Linked DNA regions of Mus musculus: regions 1 and 2 are each linked to region 3. Evidence: chromatin contacts called from public Hi-C data. All regions are on one chromosome and are shown on one strand. The core of a region is the stretch at or near the end of the contact, and the rest is flanking DNA. Distances in the headings are between cores, read along the strand shown. Region 1 overlaps Zfp536 (zinc finger protein 536). Region 2 overlaps Zfp536 (zinc finger protein 536). Region 3 has its middle 47 kb from the start of Gm30483.

Evidence for each region. Hi-C and Micro-C count contacts between places; a contact is called where the count stands out from the background.
Region 1: a contact with region 3 is called in a Hi-C map of muscle stem cells, with 2.9 times the contacts expected there. The contact joins two enhancer-like sites. A contact is called at or near these places in 3 of 39 promoter capture datasets (embryonic stem cells, hippocampal neurons and stem cell-derived epiblast-like cells), 2 of 484 Hi-C or Micro-C datasets (embryonic fibroblasts and muscle stem cells), 8 of 115 datasets of contacts at active chromatin or transcription factors (VIP interneurons, astrocytes, bone marrow-derived macrophages and 5 more) and 1 of 9 other capture datasets (embryonic stem cells).
Region 2: a Hi-C map of cerebellum shows a contact between it and region 3, with 2.0 times the contacts expected there. The contact joins two enhancer-like sites. A contact is called at or near these places in 5 of 484 Hi-C or Micro-C datasets (the HPC-7 cell line, cerebellum, cortical neurons and 1 more), 7 of 115 datasets of contacts at active chromatin or transcription factors (astrocytes, bone marrow-derived macrophages, craniofacial prominence and 4 more) and 1 of 9 other capture datasets (embryonic stem cells).

Annotation. Positions count from the first base shown.
Region 1 is chr7:37,721,565-37,726,430 of GRCm38.p6, reverse strand. All of the region lies in intron 1 of Zfp536 (zinc finger protein 536), which reads left to right. Among named protein-coding and RNA genes, the nearest start is that of Zfp536, 46 kb to the left of the region's middle. Within about 2 kb of position 2,215, at least 9 of the 459 cell types and tissues checked have an H3K27ac peak or open chromatin away from gene starts, as enhancers often do. A contact at or near this core is called in muscle stem cells, where this site is marked.
Region 2 is chr7:37,686,895-37,691,206 of GRCm38.p6, reverse strand. The region is part of intron 2 of Zfp536 (zinc finger protein 536); the gene reads left to right. Among named protein-coding and RNA genes, the nearest start is that of 4930505M18Rik, 19 kb to the right of the region's middle. Within about 2 kb of position 1,881, at least 34 of the 459 cell types and tissues checked have an H3K27ac peak or open chromatin away from gene starts, as enhancers often do. A contact at or near this core is called in cerebellum, where this site is marked.
Region 3 is chr7:37,372,782-37,377,519 of GRCm38.p6, reverse strand. It overlaps a transcript of Zfp536 not described here. Among named protein-coding and RNA genes, the nearest start is that of Gm30483, 47 kb to the right of the region's middle. Within about 2 kb of position 3,464, at least 21 of the 459 cell types and tissues checked have an H3K27ac peak or open chromatin away from gene starts, as enhancers often do. A contact at or near this core is called in cerebellum and muscle stem cells, where this site is marked.

The sequences.
Region 1 (4,866 bases), core at 966-3,465, 350 kb before region 3:
CCAATCAGAATGACTGTAGCTTTTGTCTGGCCTAGATCTCTGGGATCAACATTCAGCTGACACATAATGAAAACTGGTTTCAGCACACAAGTCAGTTTTTTTTTAACCACAGTCCAATTCAGTTGTCAACATAGTCTGATTTTTTTTCTCTCCCCTTCCCTCTCTCCCTCCCTCTCTCCTTCTCTCCTTCTCTTTTCTAAGCTTTGATGTACTTAGTACTGGGTGTTCTAACAGCTACACATAACAGAAAAAAACAAAATTGGTGGGAAGGCAGTATTCTGTTTAATTCCATTTACCCCCGACATCATCATTTACTATACAGAAAAGTGTGAAGAATATCAATGAACCTGAGTAGGGCAGCAGGTACTTGTAATCTCAGCATTTGGGAGGCTGAGGTAGGAGGAATGTGAGTTCAAGATTACATAGGGAGACCACATTCAGGACAACAATGGCAGGAAAAAGTATTAATAGGACCTTTTGCATTTTTCTCTGTGTGATTTGCATCTTAAGGTTACAGCCGGTCTCACTGTGCACTGGTAGTAATTTGAGTGCTTAGTAGCCACACTTGGCTAGAGGCTCCCCAGCCAGATAGTCCAGGACTGCCTGATTGCACAGCGTCAGTGATTGCTGTTGAGAATCTGCGAACCGCAGTGGCTTGTGGGTAGCGCAGGTGTGTAGCGAACCACCGCGCTTTCCTGTTCTTGTGCACTTCTGCTCAGGGAAGGCTACTGTGCAACCACCTGGGTGATTTGAGGATGCTACTGACAGAAGAGGTACTTACACTCATGTGACAGCCTGTTAGAAAGCAATACAAATTTCTCAGTATCTTTTCTCTGTACTCTGTTGACATGCCATCTTATTGGGTCCTGAGCCTACGGAGGGGTTCACATCTCCTTGGTGCAGGGAGTAAGACATAACTACTTTGTGCTTTCTTGTTCGGAGTGATATGAGACAGAGGTCATTGGCACCGCAAAGATACTGGGCAAACTGATGCTCAGGTGGAGCCTACCAAGGCCTGGCTCTCAGTGACCTGCACTCGAATCCTGGGTAGTATATGGACCGCTTCGTGCCCAGCGACTTCGCATGCCTCCGTTTCTTACTTTTTGGGGAACCTGTCACTCAGCTTGTGTTCTAATGAGATCAGCTGCTCTCTACTTGGCTCTCATGATATTTACCTCCTAGAAATGAGGACTAGGAGCCTAGTGAGTCTGAGGATTGTGCCTCCCTGAGGGCACAGTTGTTAGGGTCATTGGGTGTCTTTGTGAAGTAGGTATTAGGCCACGCCCTCTCCATTGGACCACACCCCCTCCATGGGGTTCTCCAAGGCAGAGTGGTTCTTAACACTGGCCATTCTATTTAAGTTTACATCTCAGTTCTCCTACTGTTAAACTGGGCCTTCTGCTTCATGGCTAGTTTCTCAGTTTCCTACCCACAAAGGTTTATGGTCACAGCCCCATTTCCCAGAATTGCTGCTGGGATGAATGAAAGCAGGAGTGTTGGAATTTAGAACACTGGGGTGCCTAGGAAGTACATAAAACACATGAGCTAAAAGTCGACTTGAGTTTGGTGGAGGATCAGTTCCTTCAGAACACAGAACAGTGTGTGTGTGTGTGCGCGCGCGCGCACGCGCGCGCGTTTGTGTGTTTATAGTTGCTCTGGCTGCTTCCTGGACTGTTGTTCTTTAGTCTCTCAGACACCTTTACCGCCTGTTCTCTCAGCTGGGCTGAGACCCAGCATGGCTGTACTGTCTCCCTCAACACGCTCCATCCCTCTCCTTTTTCCTGCAGGCCTGTTTTGACTATGAATTAATTGTAGGTTGGGAAACTCACAAGCCATAATCAAAACCAATAAACATCAAAAGGCCAGGGAGGACCAGGCCACCAGGCGAATGTAGGGGACTTAGTGGGGGCTCTTGGTGGCTGATCAGTGCAATGGTGGGGGCTTTCTATATTTTCTTCAAAGATGACACCAAGCGTTTTAGATGGTCACCCAGGAGCTCCAATATGCAAGCAACTTTTGGAAATCTGGGTGAAAGGTTTCCAAAATAGCTATTTTTATCTTTTACCAGCAAGCAGGGGCATGGTGGAACTTAGAATAAAATGTGGACTTTCTCAGCAAGGGTTAATAATCAATGTAGATCGCCTAACAAAGGCGAGGCTGCTGTATTATACTGGGAAAGTTTTTTTTTTCTTAACTGTCAGTGAAGCAGTACTAATTATTACTCCAGTGTAAATGAGGTCATTTCCTATTAAGAGAACAAAATGCTCAGGCTCGCCTTGCCAATTCATACCAGCTATTTTTCACACATACTCAGCTTTTTAGATTTTTTTTTAAAGTTTTGATAAAATCCATTCATTTGTATTAGAAAAGTGTAAACCGCCGCAATAATAGTTACCCATGATTACCCCAGATGAGCTTTTGTAATATGTGGGATGTTTGAATACCATGTGTTAGCCATGCAACAATTAGACAGTTGAATGGATCTTTAAAACAATCAGATACTTTTATCTCACTGGCTTAAAAAAAAAAGACACACACACACACAAAACCATTCCTTGTATGTGTACCGTTAAACTGTAAATTCTGGGGAACACGTGGCTGTGTCATGAGGAGAACTTTCGGGTGTGTGTTGATCAAGGACAAAAAGACATCCAAATATCTTATCTGCATGTTTTCATTTTTTTTATGCAAAAAGATTTAAGGAATATTGTAGCAAACAAAGGGTAATTGTTTTAGCCCAGATGTTGCTTTTGCACAACAAGCAGGTTACAATGTTCCCACAGAGCTGATGAGCCCAATCAGGGAAATGATTAAAAATTGATTTTGTCCCTGTAATTACAGTATGTAAACTACTTAGCTTGGATTGCAAAGGAAGTGATTTTCTAATTACGTATATACTCTGGTGTCTAATGATTGGTTTTTTGAAGTAATGAAGAGAGAGCACTAACGACTCCTTGGTGCTCTGTTGTTAAAGAAAGACCATCTTTAGAGTAAGCAGCAGCAGACAAAGAGTTTAAATTGAATTTTCAACACTGTTAACGTGCACATGGGTTTGTTTATTAAAGAGACAGGGGCACAATTTGATTGGCTCCAAGCAGCTTGGCTTTCCTTCATGTTGGAGCACGTGAAAACACATGTACTGTAGGCAAGCCTGTTGCGAGGGGTCCTGGCACTCCTCTCTGACCATCCTGGTGCCTGGGCCCATGTCTCGGGATCTCGGGTTGCTGGAGAGCTCTGATGTCTGTCTGTTCTGAATGTCTGATGTCTGTCTGTTCTGAATGTTTCAGAATGAACAGATGGAGCGGCCTCTCCATCACCTTTGTTTTAAAATGAGATTGGAAGATGCCCTAGGGAATACTTTTTTTTTCCAACTGCCCTGTAAGTGGCTGGTCTCTGCTCTAGCGTGGATGCCTCCACCACACCAGTGTGCAGGTGAATTCCATGTTTGTAGGCCTGCCTGCACAGGGACAGCTGTGGGACCCCTGGGACAGACTTCTGGGCTTTAGACAGTTGCACTGAGTTCCTACAGCTATCTGCATTGAGACAGCATGGCTGTTGAATAATAGCTCCTGTGGGCAGAACAGCAGTGAGAAGACAGAGGGTGACCAGACAGAAGTGGGTAGCTTCGGGGTGACCCTGCCATGCATGTCCTGAGGCCTCATCTTCATCAGGTTCTGGTGTGCGCTCTTCACTCTGGCTCCTTCCCTACAGGATGATTTGGACATCGTACCTGACATCCTACAATGTAGGTTTTATAATTATCAAGGTAATATAAGGTCAGAAGAACAGAGATAAACATTGTCTGGAGGTGGGGAGGGGAGTGCATATGTGTTCATGTATACAGTCTGTGAACAGGCACATGGAGGCCAGGGTCTCTCATTGCCCTGGAACTCTCTACTGATCAGGCTTCCTGGCCAGTAGGCCTTGGGAATCTCCATGGCTCCCTTCCCAGCTCCAAGAGTACAGTTGTATTCTACTATGCTGCTGCCTCCTCTTCCTTCTCCTCTTCCTTTTACTCTTGTGAGTTCTGGGGGATCAAGCTTGGGCAAGCACTCTCAATGGAGCTATGTCCCCAGCCCTGAAGAGAGAGTTTGCTGAAGAGAGAGTTTGCTGTTCTCAGCTCCCAGGTACAGGTCAGGAGATGGAAGAGGAGGGGATCTATGGGCAGGGCCCTTGGCTGTGGTCTCTACAGGCCAGACATGGCTGTTGAGACAGGGTTAGTGCTGTTCTCTGTGACTAACTAAAACAGACTCAGACATGGTAGGGATCCAGGGTCTCATCTGGTTTCCACCCTACCTGACTGGAGTAGGGATAGTAAACGGCTGAAGGAGAGCCTGGTTTGGTGGAGGAGGTAGGCAGAGTGTTGCTTTCTGTGGAGAAGGAAGTTGGAGGCAATCACGCTCGATCTCCAGAACTGGTTACTCATGAGCTGAGCATTCTCCCAGGTCAACCAAGGCCCGAGGTATCACAGCAGGGCAGCACACAGGTCACATCTGAGTCCTAACAGAAGGCTGGGCTGAGAGCTGGTGTCCAGGGCTGGTGTCCAGCATGCTGGGCCAGGGAAAGCCTGGATGTCCCTGGGTTTGGCCTGTTCCCAATCCCATGGCTTCTTTCCCTTGGTACAGCCTCCTTTCTCATCTGTATAATGGCAGCTGAACCCCACTGGGTACCAAGGGATCAGGACAAAACCGAAATTTCTACTGTGATGGTCAAGGTGTATGGGTAAAAACAGGCCATCCTCTCTCATTTCCCTACCCACAATCCATGCGTATTCACACAAGGGTCCCGCAGCTCCTTCTGAGCCCAGGCTCCTCACGCTTTCTGAATGCTCTTCCTGTAAAGACCTCCCCTTGATTTCCATAAGAC
Region 2 (4,312 bases), core at 632-3,131, 320 kb before region 3:
ATATTCAACATATGTGGGTGACATTTGGTATAAAACATATAGCACACACCTGTACATGGATAAAGTTGGTTTTTTTTTTCCTCCCTTAAGACAAGAAGTTCATTGAGATTGGGACACAAAAGGAAAAAAAAAAAAGTAAAGGACGTCAGAGGACAAGTAACAAAACAGCATGCCATAGATAGAAACACTCAGAGGTGTTCAGAAGCCGAGGAGGCAGCCGAAGGAGAGAGGCATTGGCTGAGTTACTCTGCTTTTAGTGTTGTCTCCCAGTAGAGGCTTTAGCAGGAGAAACTAGGCAAAGGAGGGGGTGCGGGGAGAGGGATGGAGCTCCCAGAAAGATGGAGAACGCTATGGGCCATGTAACTGGTGTGGAGTGCGTGGCTCCCACATCTAACAATGACTGCGTTAGTATGTAGGTCACACTACTGTACTGTCGGTTATTGGACGGGGCCTTAGATAACTGTTTGTGGTGTATTAAATGCTTTTGCTGCCTCAGCGCTCTCTGTAACTGGTATTTTTCACACAGTTGTACTGCTGAAAAGGCCCAGTGCCTCAGCAGAAATCAATTTATCTTTCCTTTCGCTGCTTGTGTATTGTGAGCTCCTGTAGTATGTTCTCATTTGATTAATTGATAGTCTTTGTGTTAGATATCATTTGTAACCGTGCTGTCCGACTCTGGGTGCCTTAAAAACTTTCATAAGAACACGACATTATTTATGCGAGACCTCCTCGTGACAAAGTACAATAGTGAGATGCAGAAAGAAAAAAAAAATAGGATCAAAAAGCTCCTGGCTTATAAGTTTATTAAGGGCAGAACAATACTCCCATTCATTCTCTGGCCGTGTCTGCAACGTTGCTTTGACAGGCTTTGGTAGGAAAAGTTGGGCGACGAAAGTTTCTCTTCCCTTCCCTTTTACCTTTTCTTTTTCCTCTTTTAAAAAAACTGATCATCTTGTATGGTGCCTGGGGGCTTCCTGTTCTGTTTCAAACAGGAAAAGTAAGAGGGGAGGAAGGGCGACACTCCCTAAGCCATGGGGACCAAACCGAGAGAGGGTGAGACCTGTATCATTATAGGTTGCTCCTGGGGCCTCGACGAGAGCCCAGGGCTTCTAAAATAGCGTGTCTGTATGCGTTTCACATAGTGCGGGCCGTTGCCTGGCTATTATTAATATCTATTTTTAGAGCGAAGACCTCGGTAAACGAAGGTACCGAAGGCCCGTGTTACAAAAAAACCCAGAACAATGCCGCTGCTTCCCCATTTCATTATAAAGTTTCTTTGACCCCGTGGTTTATTTTCAAACATTCAAGTTATTTGTTCTGGTGTATTCTTAAACAGGGGTTGTTTTTCTCCCTCTCGGAAAATGAGCACAGATGGTGATGGGTTTTCAAGTGCTGACATCCCTGCTTGAGAAAGTGTTCCCACCTTCTTTGTGCTGAACAAGTCAGGCACACTAACACGATGATGCGATCATCGGCTTCATGCAGACATGCAGAATTGATTGACAGGGGAAAATTTAACATAAACCGCACATTCTTTCAGTGCCTTCAATTTCTTAATGATGTTTATTTGTTGGATATTAGCGGCGGCAGGAATTTCATTTAAGGCAAAAAAAAGCGGGGGGGGGGAGTGGGGAGGAAGGAGAAGACAGAGTAAAAAAAAAAAAAAAAAAAAAAAAAAGGGAGAAAACTTGTTCCAGGCAAACAGGTTTAAGAGGGAATTTATTGCTCTGGCAGAGTCTCCATCAAAACAGTCTGTAACCGCTCCTCGGAGCCGGCTCCAGAGCAGAGGCTGTCAGCGGCTAACTAGCCATTCTCAGACCATTGCTTCTGTTTGCGTGACTAAATGCAGACAATTAAAGCCGAGCACTTTCATTCTCCGTGAACTCATTGTTATCCAGGGTTCAAGTGCTCAGATAATGGGCCACAGGGAGACGGTGGTTCACGATGGTGGCAGAGGGCTACTTGGTGAAGCCCACTCCTCATTATCTGTGGCGCACCCCTGCGAGCTGACCCCAGGACTCAGGCTGGTGTCCTTGTAGAGATTGGCCAAGGGGATGTGATGTCCCAAAGCCTTGGCTTGGGGCTCCTTCTTAGGACAAGCTATAAAGGGCAAGGCTGAACACCTGCTCAGCATCAAGAGGGCTTTCCCATTATCAGGAGGAGTTTGCAAAGCTGCCCTCATCTTTACTGACACCGGGCAGTGGTAGGGGACACCAGCTGGTTGTCCATCTCAGATCTACCCACAGAGCAACCCTCAAACTGGGGATAGGATGTAAGGATCCTGTACCTCTAAAAAGTTAGGACTCCTTCCAGACAATAAATGATGTCGAGACACAGTGTAAGTGCAGGGAGCCAAAAGGTTTGTTATATTTAGTACTTTTTCTCAGGGCACCGTAATTTCCAAGCGTTTCCAAGATTTGGGCATCCATGCTGTTCTTTTGCCCTGTGCCAGTGCTTGATGGGCTCTAGATGAACCTCGCGTCACGTCTTCCCTCACGCCGTTCGGGCCCTTTGATTACAGTCATGATATTTAATATTTTCTTTAAGGAAACTTTACTTATATCAAATCTGACATTCCCTGTCCCCCCCCCCGTCACTCTCTTCTCTCCTTGCTGTGTTTCACCCCCCCACACACACACACACACTTCAGCTGCTTCTTGCTGCAGTCTGAGGTTGGTCTGCTCAGACTAGTCTGAGCCCCCTAGTTTAGTGGTCAGGACTGCTACCCAACCAGGCGAGACTCACGCCCCATCACTGGGGTGCAGGGCGCAGTGCTGAATACCTGGGCAGTTTGCATTTACCACTGTGTAGGTGACAAAAAGTGGAATAAAGGAGGCAAGTCCACCATGGAGGAGGGTGAGCATGACTTTGAATCCTAGGGGTTTGTGGGTCATAAGGTGGATAGCCTGACAAGGGAGAAGTGAGAACGTTCACTGTGGGTTTCTGGGGTAGGGGGAGAGTGGCTCCCAGGGTGTCTAGGGAGGGCCCAGCTCCTCTGTCCCTGTCCTCTGATCACCAGAGAACTTCCCAGGCCCTGCAGTTGGACTTTTGCCATCCTATCTCACCCAAAGATTAGTTTCTCAACTTCCTTACAATGAAACAACAACAACAACAATAAACGAAAACCAAACCAAACCACAACTTTTAATTTTGCTAGTTCAATTAAGTCATCAGAATTTCTAGGGGAAAAAAAAACAAAAACAAAAACAAAACACCTGCCTTTTCTTTCTTTATGAAATAATGATTAAAACAAAGATTAAAAAAAAACAGGGCCTACAAAATGGCTTAGGCAGTAGAGGGGCTTGCTGCCAAGCTTGAGAATATGAGTTTGATCCCTGGAATTTGCATAATAGGGGGAAAGAACCAACTCCTGCAAGTTGTTCTCTAACCTCCATCAATCCAAGACCCACACAGACATCCCCCCCACACACACACACTACATATAAAAATTTCTAGACCTGTTGGAATGTACCTTTAATTCCAGGACTCCTGAGGCTGGAGTCAGAGAGTCTCACTAACAAGACTGGGTTACCTCATGAGTGAGCCCTACTTGTCTTAAAAGAGAAAAAGCCTAAAAGGTCTTGGGATGCACTTTAGTGGTAGAGCCCTACCTAGAATCCCCCAGTGAAGGGCTGGGGGTGGTGGTGTGTGGCTCAGTAGGACTCCTCTTTTGACCTGACTGGGGCACTTGGAACCAAAGGCCTTGTTTAAAGGTCATGTGACACACTACAATATCTGCACAGAGACACTTCTTCCTTCAGGGATGCAGTGGAGTACAACACAACTGTTGTATTGTTTGTATGAGGTCTTGTAGTAGGCTGCCTCATAGGCTGGGATGTCAACTAGACAGATAGGCCAGAGCCTGTACCTGTATTAGCCCCTGGGGACTCTTAGGGACCTTCCCCCAGAGCCGTGGCAGTCTCTGCCACTTTAGGCTCTGATAGAGATGAGACTGCTAGATCCCAGAAAGCCAAGCAGTGCTTGCTTCTGGGTAATTCCCTGTCTGGGCGCCTAGTATTCTGGGCTTCATTGTTTGCGCTTTCCTGGCAGAATTGGCCCACTGGAGCCTCCTGCTGTGTCAAATGATCTCAGTGGATAAGACACCCCATGGAAGTCTCCTAGGAGTGCCTGGCTTCTGCCCAGAACTCCTACCCTGTTCTGTCCCTCTATACCCTACTTTGGTTGGGGCAAGCTAGATTCAGAGTCTGGCCATGTGCACTGCCATTTCCCAGGAGTCTCAGGGCAACTTGTCTATTCTGCACCACCTTTGGGTGGCCAATTCTTTGAGCAAAGCTCTAAGATCTGCTCCCAC
Region 3 (4,738 bases), core at 2,215-4,714:
TGGAAACACTTGTCTGCCGCTAGCATCTGCTCACATCTTCTCTTTGTGGACATAAGAAGGCAAATAAAGTAGTTTTATTTATTTGTTTTTGGCAGTTGTCATACCCATCCCAATACACCAGGCTCTCTGCCTTTCAGATTTTATTCTCTCTCTCTCTCCCTCTCTCTCTCTCTGTGTGTGTGTGTGTGTGTCTGTCTGTCTGTCCTTCTGTCTCTGTCTTTCTTTCTCTCTTTTTCTTTCTGTCTGTCTCTGTCTCTCCCCCCCCGCCCCGTGTGTGTGTCTATCTTTCTGTCCCTCTCTGTGTCTTTCTCTGCCTCTGTCTCTGCCTCTGCATGTGTCTCTGTCTCTCTCTGTCTCTCTGTGTGTGTGTATGTGTGTGTGTGTCTGTCTGTCTTTCTGTCTCTGTCTTACTTTCTCTTTTTTTCCTCTCTGTCTGTCTCTGTCCCCCCCCCCAATGTGTGTGTCTATCTTTCTGTCCCTCTCTGTGTCTTTCTCTGCCTCTCTCTCTGCCTCTGCATGTGTCTCTGTCTCTCTCTGTCTCTCTCTCTGTGTGTGTCTGTCTGTCTGTCTTTCTGTCTCTGTCTTTCTTTCTCTTTTTTTCTCTCTGTCTGTCTCTGTCCCCCCCCATGTGTGTGTCTATCTTTCTGTCCCTCTCTGTGTCTTTCTCTGCCTCTGCCTCTGTCTCTGCCACTGTCTCTCTCTGCCTCTCTCTCTCTCTGTCTCTGTCTCTCTGTCTCTCTGTCTCTCTGTCTGTCTCTCTTTCTCATCTTCTCAGTACACAGCAGCCCAGGCTATCCTCCACCTCTCAGTCTTCCTGCCTCTGCTTCTCTAGTGCTGGGGATATAGCTGTGTGCCACCAGGCTGAGCACTTCATTAGGTTTTAGAAAAGCATGCTTAGTGTGCACAAGACTCTTGAGTTCAGTTGCTAGCACAAGGAAAAATAAAATAAAATAAAAGCACCACAACTCAGTTTCTAGGACCGTTTTGCTAAGTCCCTGGTTCAGGAACAGGCATTTCCTTCCCCTCACAGGTTCATAGCAGTTAATCCAGGGCCAAGAGTGCTGACCCTCAGCTGTTCCGGGGGAGGTGGGAGGTGCTGGGGCTTCCCTGACAACCACCAGGAGAAGAATCTGGCTCCCATTATGGGTCGTAGGGAGTTGTAACGTTTCCCACGAGCTGCTCGGGAAGCCTTTCATCTGAGCTCAGCTCTAACCTGGACAGTTTCCTTCACTTTCATTCCTGTGCAGCCTCTGACCTGCCCCTGTGTCTAACTCTATGTTTTTGCTATCCAGGGACTCCCTCACTTTCAGGTAGCATTGTGGGCTCAGCCTCAGGTGGGATTTGCTTCCTCTCTGGCCTGCATTCCCTGGACTCAGATAAAGGGCTGCCCCTCTAAAAGCTGCCAGCCACTGTCTTCAGAGACTTGGAGCAGCAGGCATTCCTGTGAAGAACATGGGCTACAGGAGCAGCTTTTGAGCCTGACCTGAGGTCCCAAGAAGCCTTCCTTAGATGCACTTCTCTTCTGCCCCTCCTGACCTCATTTCCTCTTTCAGCACGCACAGTGTAGACAGATCTTTGCGCTACGACATTGCTCTCCAGCTGTAACTTCCATGCCAAGTTTAAAAGTGAGATCCTTCCTAGAAACCCACGGGCGTTCTCGACCTACATAACAGCAAAGGGCCAGGGTGATGGCCCAGGAACAGAAGGTGCCAGGTTCTCCCCTCCGGCAAGAGCTGCTGGCCTTATGCAGGGATCCAATTGCAGAGGCGACATCAGCCAACAAAAATTTCAAGAAAGTATGACTCATAATTAGTCCTTTTGACATTGTTTCACATCAAAAGACATAGTCTGTGTTCTGTGTCCCTCACCCGAACATGGAAACTGCTGGAGTTTGCACGCACAAAGGGATTTGCGATTTTAAAAGCTTAATAAAGGCTGTCCACACAAAACACACACACACACACACACACACACACACACACACACACACACACACACGCCAGTTGGTTTCTTTAAAGTGGATTTAATTAGGTCAGAGAGCCTGTTACTTTGGGGGGGGGGGAGTGGCGCAGGGTGACGATCATTTAAACCATATTTTCAAGTTACCATGTTGTACTCTGCTAGACGGTGCCTCACAGATCCACACACGAGAAGCGAGAGCTAAGAGCTCCCTTGGAGCCTTAGAGCTCCTTTCTCTCAACTACTGGTTCTTCATGAAGAGAGGCCACTGTCCCTTGCCTCGGAGTTATGGGGTGGCATGGCTGGGGCATGTCATTCTGACGTTTACTAAGATTTCTGAGACCCAGGTCCACACCGAGGTCTCCACCCTTGTCAAGGAGCTACCAGCAGCTGCTGCAGACGTGGAGGGTTGGCCCCAGTCAGCCCCTGGGCCATTTTGGTAGCGATTTATAGATGGACTTTGTGAGTGAGGAGTGGGGGGGAGGGAAGGGAATCAAAGTCACAGGTGCTCCATTATAACGACTGGAACACTTACAGAGTCGGACGCTCTGTCATTTAATAAACCTAAAAACGAAAAAGCTTTTGTCTGTAAAAGGTGACCAATAGAGAAAGAGTTTGGATTATATGATATCTCATAACTTAATCATATGGCTCTTAAGAGGGGGACATACACAGCTGTGTCTCGCTAATATGCATGCAATATGTGTAAGCCGATATGCTTTAATTCGAAACTTGTTTTTAGCAGGAAGAAAAAAGCGTTTAGATGAGGAACATTAAGATTCAATATTAACCATTTTCCCCCCTTTGGGCAAAATTAGTCATCACTTGATATTTTTTAAAGCAGTATTTTATTATTATTATTTTATTTTTACTTTTTATTTTTGCTACACTGAGATGTGTCCAAAAATCTTCAAAGTTATGTGGCAGAGTGAACAGGAGACAGCAGCAGCCCGTTTTTAGCTGTCAGGGGACAATGGGTTTGGAAATATGGATTCTTTCTCTTTTAGCTCTCAAGTCTTCTGTTAAATACCCCAGACCAAGGGACAGGGCAAAGGTTAGGGTAGTTTGAAAATGGTTTCCGGTTTTGTGCTGCCTCTATTAGGCACACACGCTGGCGTTTTAATTGTTACTCTGTACTACTTTAACCTGAATTATTTAAGTATATTTGCCTTAATAATCTTACCCCCCCCCCAAAAAAAAAACCCACCAAGACAAAGGAATTGTAGATTAGAGACTTTTTATTTTCAGGGCAAAATGATACGGATAAGTGAACATCAACTGACCAGAAATTATTTGCTTCTGTCTGTTAGACACGTAATGGAGTCATTTAACTAGTCAAATTAGGAGCCGCAGAAAGCACCATGCTTCATTACTGAGTTCGAATGGGCACCATTTTACATTTACGTCAAAAATTATCTCATAGCAAATTAATGTTTTCATTGTGCCGAAAAGCTGGAGCTATGCAGTATTAGCACCACCTAGAGGCTGCTTGGAGAACTGCTGGGGAGGGAGGCAGCTCATGCCAGGGCCAGATCAGGTTATTGGCAGCCTGGATTAGGCACAGCCCGTACATGGCGAGGGAGCGAGGAGGTAGGACAGTTTTCCCGATCTCGGGGTGATGCTCTCTGCTCCAAAATATTCTCAGTCTTTGATACTCACTCAAGTCCTGTACGTAGTTCTACTTAAGATTGTAAATTATTTTGTGTGTTTGGATGTTTTGCCTGTCTGTGTGTGTATCACATGCGTGCCTTTCCATTCCAACATGCAGGGGCTCTGAAAGAGAGCAGAGAATCCCCTGTTGCTGGAGTTACAGATCATTATGAACTGCCGTGTGGGTGCTAGGAACCACACCCAGGTCCTCTGTAAAAGCAGACATGCTCTACACACTGAGCCATCTCTCCAACCCTCATGCCTGTACTTCTTATTTCTCTCATACTACACATGAGCTCTTTTTCCTTCCCAAGACTTACGCTGTATGCAGACATCAGATGTAAGCCAAAGCAGTGTTTCTAACATAAATAAGAGTCCTGTCTGCCATGGCTTTACCAAAGTGACATCATTATAACCTATCTTTTGTTAGTGTCAAAATTTTCCCTGTCTGGGAAGAGACACCATAAGATATTCTTTCCTTTAAAGCCACATAGAACCAGCTCAGCTCCCATCCAAACAGGTTAGGAAGGTTCCTGGGCACCCCAGGAGTGCTGGCTTCTGCTTAGCGTGGAGAGAAATAATTTAGAATAAAATGGCAAGCCCTTCCCAATAAAAATATTTATGAAAATGATATGAAAGCAGTCGGTGGCTCTGGGAGAGCATGGAGCATACTCTCGGAGCAGAAGCAGAGAGAAGAATCGAAGCATATAAATAGCATTGAGGACTGGAGAATATTTCTAGACAATATTGATGTCTAAAATATATGTGAATGACTGCGTAATGATCAAGGCAGACATAATTCAAAGTACAGTCGGGAGCTGGCCTCCAACTCCCAGCCTTCAATTCTCCAGCAGACATCTGTTTGCTGAGAAAACCTCCCTAACAGCTGCTCCACGGGAAGGGGACAGAGCCCAGGGCAAGATGCAGAGCTGACAGGTTCAGGAGGTTCCTAGGTGCAGAACTAACTAGTGACCCCTCTCCCACTCTCCAGGGTGCACAGAGCCATTCTGTTTGTAGATTGGGCGGAGGGAGGAAGCGGTTCTGAGAACCAGGGGAGCAAAGATCTCCCTGGGGAGTCTCGTCAGGGTGCCCAGGCTACAACATCTCCAGGGCAGGCCCATCACATCAC